Linked DNA regions of Sus scrofa: region 2 is linked to region 1. A link is a contact called in public promoter capture Hi-C data. All regions are on one chromosome and are shown on one strand. Each heading gives the region's core, a stretch centred on a gene start, on an enhancer-like site or on the middle of the called end of the contact. The rest is flanking DNA. Distances are from core to core; before and after follow the strand shown. Region 1 overlaps PIK3C2B (phosphatidylinositol 4-phosphate 3-kinase C2 domain-containing subunit beta). Region 2 holds the start of MDM4 (protein Mdm4).

Evidence for each region. Promoter capture Hi-C pulls out the DNA fragments that hold promoters and counts their contacts.
Region 2: a contact with region 1 is called in a promoter capture Hi-C map of fetal liver, with 2.6 times the contacts expected there. The contact joins the promoter of MDM4 here to the enhancer-like site in region 1. A contact is called at or near these places in 3 of 5 promoter capture datasets (fetal liver, fetal skeletal muscle and skeletal muscle), 27 of 47 Hi-C or Micro-C datasets (alveolar macrophages, blood, brain and 13 more) and 2 of 2 datasets of contacts at active chromatin or transcription factors (alveolar macrophages and skeletal muscle).

What each region holds. Positions count from the first base shown.
Region 1 is chr9:65,104,851-65,109,464 of Sscrofa11.1, forward strand. PIK3C2B (phosphatidylinositol 4-phosphate 3-kinase C2 domain-containing subunit beta) reads right to left here. Exons shown (of 33, transcript XM_003357389.5): 13 at 1,806-1,973; 14 at 1,145-1,256. Among named protein-coding and RNA genes, the nearest start is that of PPP1R15B, 38 kb to the left of the region's middle. Within about 2 kb of position 3,136, at least 30 of the 83 cell types and tissues checked have an H3K27ac peak or open chromatin away from gene starts, as enhancers often do. A contact at or near this core is called in fetal liver, fetal skeletal muscle, omental adipose tissue and 3 more, where this site is marked.
Region 2 is chr9:65,173,376-65,178,345 of Sscrofa11.1, forward strand. It overlaps MDM4 (protein Mdm4), which reads left to right and starts at 2,113. Exons shown (of 10, transcript XR_002335784.1): 1 at 2,113-2,268.

The DNA.
Region 1 (4,614 bases), core at 1,886-4,385:
AGAAAAAAAAAATTTTTTTAAAAGAGAAAAATGGCCAAGTGAAAAGAAGAGGAGGCATCTAGATGAGAGGTCTGGCCCCAGGCCAGAACTTGGAAGAGAAGTGTCATTAGGCTGAGCCACTGGGGCCTCTATGCTGAGGGCACTACTGCCTGATGGGAGGTGGGACCACATGCATGGCAAGGGCCCTGCCAACTCAAGCCTTCCAAGCTGGATCCCCTTGCTCTATGCTGCTATGTTCAGCCTCCTAAACCTCACTCAGAGCTCAGTGATTCAGTCCTCAAAGGGAGTTCCATGTTCTTTCATTTAAGAAATATTTACTGAACCCTAACATACACCAAGCACTGTTCTGAGCCCTGGGCAGAAAGCAGTAAGTAAGACAGATAAAAATACCTGCCTCTTATAATTTTATTTTTTTTAGGGCTGCACCTACAGCATATGGAAGTTCCCAGCCTAGGGTTTGAGTCAGAGCTATGGCTGCTAATCTACGCCACAGCCTCATTGATGTAGGATTCAAGCCACGTCTGCAACCTACACCACAGCTCATGTAACACCAGATCCTTAACCCACTGAGCAAGGCCTGAGATCAAACCCGCATCCTCATAGATACTAGTTGGGTTCTTAAAGCACTGAGCCAAAATGGGAACTCCTCCTGCCTCTTAGAATTTTCATTCTGTATCACTCTATATCCACATTAATATTCCATTTTCCATATGGAATATCAGCTCATGACCACAAGAAAGGGGAGCCAGAAACTATAACTATACCTTGGACCTGACCAACTCAGCCTCCTCTCCCCAGAGAACACTGAGTGGCTGTAGGGAAGGCTCCCTCACGGGCCCCAAGAGGGGACAGCTCAGATTAGTGTCATGAGGGTTCATACAAGGGACTCTGAGGAGCTGAGCCCTGGATGGCAAGGGTCTCAGACCCTGCCCGCGGACTTCTTGAAATCAGTTTACTTCCAGGAGATGGGACATAAATTCCACCCAACACCCCCACCCACTCTGGCTCTCACCAGCTGCTGAAGTCACATCACCCCACGCCCAAGTTCCACACTTTCTCCTACTGCCTCTGCCCAGCCCTCAAGGCGGAAACTTGGAGGGGACTCTGGAGTGGTCCTGATAAGTGGGAGAGGCGGGGACCTCACCTGCAGGATGACACTGTCTGGCTGGTGGAAATTAGGTGCACTCCATCGGCCACTGGGGTTTTCCTGCGTTGCTGGCCATAAGCCCAGGAGCTTCCGGCCACAGGTGAGGACTCTAAGGAGGATGGAAGTTGGGATGAGCCAACAAACCCAGCAACTATCCTGCTCCCCCCATCCAAAATTCTGCCCTTTCTGCTTGAAGCCACTGCCCAATTCCCCTCTCTTTCTCCCCACCCTGCACTATGGACCTTTCCTGCTGCCACATCCTATAAAAGCCCACCCCTTCCAGGAAGCCTTTCTTGCTAAGCTAGGGCTGCAGGGTCTGGCGGCAGAGATGCCTTTTATGATGTAGAGAGCTGGGCTGGATGACCTCTAAGGTCCTTCCAAGGACAAGACCAGATGACATGACCCGAGTATTGCATTTCCACGCCCCTTTCCACCAATCCTGCGCCACCAGTCCTGTCCAGTAGCTCTTGGTTACATCAGTTGTCCTGGCCACCAGTCCTGTGCCTTGGTCCCCTCCACCAGGGCTGGGAGCCTCGGCTGGTAAGCCCTCCTGGGCTAACCCTTGAGAGCGGCACCAGCCAGTCCAGCAGCAGCCAGGCCCCCTCTCTCCATCCCCTCCTCCCTCTCAAGGCCAAAGTGCTGCCCTGGGCTCACATACTGCCTGAAGTTGAAGAGCGGGGCAGTGACCCAGCCCAGGACTTCGGGCACCCGCCGCTGCTTATTGGCCTCTGAGGAGCTCCCGGGCGGGGGGATGGGCAGAGCATAGAGAGTGGCAGACAGCAGGGTCTCCCGAGGCAGCCGGTTCACCTGCACGGGGAAGCAGATCCTAGGGAGGACAGGAAACCACATCAGGAAGTGCCACCTCTGTGGCTTCCAGGGGCAGGTGACCCAGGAAGTCAAGCTGAAGCTAAGAACTCCCGAGGTGCTCCCTGGCGGGGGGCCTTCCTGCAGGACCAGGACAGATCCCAAACTGCGGGCAAACCCTCCACAGGATGCCCCCACGAACATGGTCCAGTGTCTTTGCAGGGTGGGTCTCAGCACAGCAAAGCAAACACCCTGAGGTTTTTTTTTTGTTTTTTTTTTTTTGGGTCTTTTTGCCTTTTTTAGGGCAGCTCCCACGGCAAATGGAGGTTCCCAGGCTAGGGGTCGAATGGAAGCTGTAGCTGACAGCCTACACCAGAGCCACAGCAACGCAGGATCTGAGCGGGATCCGAGCCACATCTGCAACCTACACCACAGCTCATGGCCACACCAGATCCTTAACCCACTGAGCAAGGCCAGGGATCAAACCCGCAACCTCATGGTTCCTCGTCGGATTTGTTAACCACTGAGCCACAACAGGAACTCCCATCCCGAGATTTTTGAGGCCACCCCCAGTGACCAGAGAGAACTCAGTCAGAGCCACCTCAGAGCTGAGGTGACTACAGGTCCCCTACTGTCAGACAGACTCCTTCCCTCGTTTTCGGATTTCTGCAGAGGGTCACCAAGAAGCAGTTGCTTTTGACAATCCTTTTCCGTGAAACAACCCGGATCCCTCCCCACCCTTCTGCTGTTCAGAACAGTCAGGAAGCAGCAGCAGGAGCTCTGCCTGTGGCTCCCCTCCCCCACACCCTCCCACCTGTCTGTCCTCACCACGCATTCCCTTCTAGGGAACCCCGCATTCCCTTCTAGGGAATCCCACACTCAGGGCACAAGATGGTTTGTTCTCAGCCCCAAACATTTTCAAAGCCAAAGGGATAAAGAGAAGGGACTCCTCCACGTCCCCAGCTGGTGAGAGAGCAAACTGGCAGGGCCCAAAGAACCGAGCGGCAGAGGCCCTCACCAGTACCAGGCCCAGATGGCTGCTCCCAGGCTCCCAGGCCTGAATCACACCCGGGCCACTCCCTCTGAGTTCACAATAAGGAACTGGGGTGGGGTGAGGTGGAGAGGGGAGCAGAGCTGTGGGAAGAGGGAGGACACACATTACCTTTCGGGGAAGCTGTGCCTGGGCCAAAGTCCATACTGTCACACCCTCTGGCCAGCCCAGGGCCCGGCAGCTTCTAGGCCAGAGGCCAGAGAGGCCGGGTGGCCACGGCCAAGGTTAGCAGTCTCATGGTCAAGCAGCCTTCCCCCACCGCTGCCCCTCACTCCCCTAGGGAACCTCCACCTGAGTGGGACGCTCCCTCCCTCCCGCCAGAGACTGGCAGAGCCCTGCTCTGTCCCAGCTGCCCCTTCGCTGGGGGCCCTCAGCTATAATTAGGACCCCTCAGCAGCCAGCCGACATGCCAGGCCAGGGCTTGGCCAGGGTGGCAGAGCGAAGCTGAGGGGCCTATTTTGAGAGTTAGCTGATCCGCACAGCGCTGCAGTGGGGAGAGAATCAGCTGACCCTGGAGCAAAGAGGAGAGGGAGCTGGTCCTGGTCCCTTTCTTTTCACTCAAGAAGAGGCTTGCAGCTCCATATCCAGAGGAAAATGAGAGCAAGGAAACTTTCTCTTTTTTTTTTGTCTTTTTGCCTTTCCTAGGGCCGCTCCTGCGGCATATGGAGGTTCCCAGGCTAGGGGTTGAATCGGAGCTGTAGCCGCTGGCCTATGCCAGAGCCATAGCAACGAGGGATCAGAGCCACATCTGCGACCTACACCACAGCTCACGGCAATGCTGGATCCTTAACCCACTGAGCAAGGCCAAGGATCGAACCTGAAACCTCATGGTTCCTAGTCGGATTCATTAAACACTGTGCCACGACGGGAACTCCAGAGAGGGAAGAAACTTTCTAACTGAAAACGTAACACCTAGAAGCAGCCAGGGGCCCCTTCTCCTCAGCCCTCAAGTATATCTAAAACCTCCCGCTTGCACCTTCACCTGGGGTCAGTCAGGATAGCCAGTAGGTGAGCTGTGGCCCTGAACCTCCTCCCTGCCCAAGAAAGTCCCCTCCTCCCTCCTCTAGCCCCTTCCTCAACAGCACATCACAGAAGCCCCCTCCTCCAGGCAGGCTTCCTGGGATGCACCAGTCCCAGTCCTGGTTCTGCCTCTCACAACCTTGGAGAATTACTCACACCTCTGTGCCTCAGTTTCCTCAAGGAGAGGAACAGAGCTTCACTTGTGTGCTGTGTGTATCTACCGTGTGCTTTCTGCTACGTGACAGTGTGGTTACCACCTTAGCACCAGGCTATACACATAGTACTTTCCTGCATAAATATTGCCACACGTCAGTCACTGTGTCAGTCACTTGGAAGAGAGAAACCAGAACTGAGAGGGCTCCCCCAGCTAAGAAAATGATAAAGATGAAAGCATTTCTCTTGTCCTAGGTATCGTACCAAGTACTTGCAACCTCCCAGCGGCACCCAAACAACCTTGTAGGGAGGCCCTATTACCAAGCCCATTTTGGGTTGAATGAGCTGCCCAAGGTTGCGCCTACAGGGAGGAGAGGATGACTGCGCCCAAAGCCTGTGCTTTGAACCCTACACTGCAGCGCCTTCTCCAGCATGCCTC
Region 2 (4,970 bases), core at 863-3,362, 68 kb after region 1:
TTTCCTGTTTCTTTATTAAATAAGTGGTTTGCGAGCAGAGTTCTTAGAGAAGGAAGTCGTGATCACTGAGCTTGAGTTATGAGCTTGTTAAGCCCATTTCATTTTCTTTTTTGGCAAAATTACTTGACGGGTAGAAGAAATACCATAGTTATGGTTTATTTTCACTATACCATGTCATTTCTTGACGTTTTATGAATTCCTTGGGAAAGGCCAGAGAACTGTTGCCAGATATTGACCTCTATTAGTTGGGATCATTGATTTAAGAACAGCACTAGAAGAAGAATCATTTATCATGAATCCCAATCAACCATGAGGGGAAAAGCTCTATTCCAAATCATGCCCTATTACATATATTTATCAAGGCTTTAAATGATAAGATAGATGTGTTAATCAATAATTTGCAAAATGCAAAAGTGAAAGAGCTAATCTCTCTTTTTTTTTTTTTTTTTTTTGTCTTTTTTGCCATTTCTTGGGCTGCTCCCATGGCATATGGAGGTTCCCAGGCTAGGGGTCGAATCGGAGAGGTAGCTGCCAGCCTACGCCAGAGCCACAGCAACGCGGGATCCGAGCCGCGTCTGCGACTTACACCACAGCTCATGGCAATGCCTGGATCCTTAACCCACTGAGCAAGGGCAGGGATCGAACCCACAACCTCATGGTTCCTAGTCGGATTCGTTAACCACTGCGCCACGACGGTAATCTCTCTTGACTCACCAGGCAAGGCTAACTGCAGTGCATTATTTCACTGGCCACGTTCTCTTTACCAGCATGGTCCGACTCCTCCTCTAGACAGATTCCAGATTCCACTTGTATTAGAATCCTCTAGGGTGCTTGGCACACAGTAGCTGTTCAACAAATGTTTGTTGATCTTAAACTGAATTGCATGGCAGGATCATAATTCCACGGGTCCTGGAGAGCGGTAGGAAGGGACCTAAACCAACCAGATACCATTCAAAAGATACAAAACAAACTCCTATTTGGGAACGTCTTAAAAATTAAAATTAATTACAGAAAAAGAGAGGAGAAATAGTTGACAGTGGTTCACTTAAAAAAGCACTATTTTTGGGGGGGTGGTTGCTGACTTCAAGCTCTCTGGGAGCAACTGTGAAAAAAGGAATTAATGCTTCAGCTCATTTACAGAACTCTGGATCTCCCACCTAAGTCAGAGATAGAGTAAGGTGCAATGTGCAAATTAAGGGAGGTAATTGCCCCACTTTACTTTGCATTGGTTGTGTATCTGGTTCTGGGAGCCACATTTGAAATAGGACAAGCAGGTGCTTGTTCAGAAGGGTGGCAAGGGGGCTTGAAGCCACTGCAAGGGAATAGATCAAAGTTATGATGCGACTTTTAGCCTGCAGAAAAACCAAAGAGAGGGTTTGAGACGAGACATGGTAGCTGTCTGCAGAAAACCGCAATAGTACTTATATTGGAAAGAGTGAAGGCTTACTCTTCCCCAAAGTGCAGAACTGAAACCAGCAGAAATGGCAAAATATTTCAGCTCGGAAATTCCTCTAACATCTGAAATCATCCTAAAATAAACAAAATGACATATGGGGGGTTGGGGAAGGCGGTGCCATTTGGCACTGGCAGAGGTTGGAGACAGCCTGCCTGAGAGGTTTATTGAACGTATTGGGAGAGGTTAGGTTAGATGACCTCATTGTGCTTTGCACCTCTCTTTTAACATTTATCACGTACCTTCTAGTGATTCGTTTATATACTAGTCCTATCTTTCCCCGATTAGCGACAACACTGGGGAGCTGTTTCCTCCCTGCAGCCACCTCTGGGAAGGTGAATAACTTAACACTGAAGAATACAAAGTCTGGCATTTTTCTGAAGAGCTGAAAAGGTGGCCTCTGATTATGCTTCCGGCTTTCTCCGCTCCCAGTTTTTTTTAATTTTTAAAATTTCTCTTAAACTCCCACTATGTGTTTGGAAACAGGAAAAGCGCTTGCAACTTCCTCAATTGCTCTCTCTTGAAACCTCACAACTCTTTAACTGTCCAGGTCCTGAGGCTCTCTTTCCTCCGCCTGGGGATCTACTCTATGGTAGAGGTGGCCCAGCCTTCTAGCTCTCTAGCCCTCCAGTTGGTCCATCTATGGTTTCCGGAGGCCTCACCGGAAGCTCTTACGCGAGATGGGTTGGGAGGCCGGAAGTTGCGGCCTCATTACTTGCCTTTTCAAAATGCTGCCGAGGCCTTAGGGCCTGTGACTGGCGCCCCCTCCCCCACCTCGGACTCGGCGGGGGAGCAACTCATGGAGCAGCCGTAAGGTGTGGCTCTAGGGTTTCGTCCGCGGGGTGCCGGGAGGCGGGAGGTAGGGGACTGGAGAGTGGGGAGCGGGCGCGGCGCGGCCAGTTCTGCAGGCCCCGGGGTGGGGTGGGGGGGTTACGGGCGGGAGGAGCTAGGAGCGTGGGTGGCGGCGTGGGGACGGTCCCACTGGGCGGAAGAAGGGCTGGGCTGATAGGGAAGGGTTATATGATGAGGATTCGCGGAGGATAAAAATGGAGGTGGAGTGACGTGAAGCAGATCGGCCGACAGGTTACAAACCTAAAATCGAAATACATTGACGCAAAATTTGAAAACAACCGAGGCACCTAGGAGGAAAGGTGGGAGGGAGGAGGAGAGAATGACATTGAGGTGTCTTCAAGATTTTAAGGTAGTGGTTTTCAAGGCTGCCGACTATCTGTCTCAGTTGTGCTGAGTGCTTGCTTGAAGAATGCTCGTTTGAGGCCCGCACTCAGGCTTCCCCAAGCAGAATGACCAGGAGATGGGGTCGGGAATATGTATTTCCTCAGCACGTTTCCCAGTTTATTCTTGTACACCCTCAAGTTTGAAAACCGCCGTTTTAAAACCACACCCGGGGAAAGTGCTGCTGCTCTTTTTCTTTAACTGGAAAGATCTTTTATTTGGGAAGCTCCTTCATGCCTGGGGATATTGGCACCTGGAGAAAGTATCAAAGATACTTGGTACTCTTTGGTATCAGGTATTACTACATCTCAGTGTAGGTTTAGACCCCTCCCTTCTCCTACATTCCTGCTATGAAAAGTTAATTTACTTTAGAAGTAACAGTACAGTCAGGATCACAACGTTTTATTGTATAATTAAAAAAAAAAAACCTATAATATACTTGCCGGTTGTTAAAAACAAGAAACACACAGTACTGAAGTAAACTTGTCCCTAACCTTTCCCCTCCTCAAGCCAGCTACCCTTAACTACTTGCTATCATGTCCATCCTCGCTTTTTCCGCACTTATTCACATTTTTAAACCATAGTAGACTCATTTTGTATGTATTGCTCTGCATCTTATAGTTTTTCAAATAACAACATCTGGGACAGCTGTCCCTAAAGTATACATGTAATGCTTCTTTTGGTATAGTCCCGCCTAATAGGGTTGTACAAAAATTTCATTAACCAGTTCCCCATTGATGGATTTTTAGGGTGTCTCCCAGCATAGTTTTTGTTTTGCAGACTCTTGCTACACACACGCTTCGCCTTTTTAGGTGTGTAACAGACCTGGTAAGAGCTAAAACAACATCTGAATAATTTCTTTTTTAGAAAGTTAGTTTTATTACTTTTATGTAATTAGTTGAAAGGGAATCAGACAGCAGTATTTAAGGCTTTAAAGACTAGAAAAGAATGATTATGCCTGCTGATTTCTGACAGGTTTTTATTTTAATGAGTCTTCAAATCACAGTTGAATTCAAAGGTAGAGATTTGAAGATGAGGTGTAAGAGTCTTGGATTCTTAGGGTAAAAACCACTCTTCTGTCATCAGTAAGAGTGTACTCTCTTATGATTTCAGTGCAGTAGGGAACACACATAAAAACATAAATATAGTGTGGTGAATGTTTTAATAGAGATGCTCTGGGAGTCAGAAAAGCCTTGACCAAGGAAGTAACTTTTGACCTAAGTAGAAGAATGAGTAAGAATTTTCAGGAATGGAAAATAGAGCACAGAAGAGGAGAAGGTGCTAAGGCAGTGGCTTTCAAACTTTTTAACCATGACTCCTAGCAAAAAAATAAATTTTATATTGTGACCCAGAACACATAGGAGGGGTAATACTTAAGAGCTCTGGCTCTGCGGACAGAGTGCTTGGACTCTTAAGACTGGGATTTTGGATAAATTATCTTCCCTGCTTCAATTCACTCTTCTGAAAATGAGGACAATAATATTCTTACGTTATAGGATCTCTGCTAGGGTTAACTGAGTTATTGAATATAAAGTGCTTTAAAGGGCGCCTGACACAAAGACGCTTTAGTGTGTTAAATGTTGGCTATTTTCAATACAGAAACAGTTCTACCTAACAAAACTTAAACCTTTGTTATTCACTTGTATTTTTTATCTGTTCTGTTTCATTAAGAGAGGAGAGGTTAAGACCAACTGGGATACAATTTGTAGTTTGAAAAACTCTGAGAGATAAGTGGTAAAGGGCTAGACAAATTCAAGACACTGAGTTCATCATTCATCATGGTGGGTATTGAATGGTAGAAATGGAGACTTGAGAAGAGTACCAAGATGGAATGGAGGGTACGTTGGAAACGATCAGGAAAGCTTATGTGCACATATTCAGTGAGGGGAATGAGTTTCTAGGAGTGGGAGTGCCTATTGAGTCAGCTCTGTAGTTCCATAGTCCTTCATTCTTCAAATGCCCTGAAAAACCAGGGTATCTTGGCCTGCCTTGGGGATATTCCTTGTTCTGCTGAATTGTGGACTGAAGTGGTGGAATTGACTTCTCTTTCGATAAGCACATCCCTCTTGAAGGAGAGTCCTTTTAAGAGCAAGCAGAAAAAAGCTGCAAAAAGGCCTTTCTTCTCTTGCTCATTTAAAAGGCAAATTCTTTTCAGCTCGCTGTACTCATCCCTAGGGTTTATTATTAGCCTCAAAGAATCCCATCTCCAGAGAACCAAAGCAGTACAGGCTAGTGATAATGATTCTTTTAATGTAACTGGAATAGTATTTCTAAGATTTCTAAT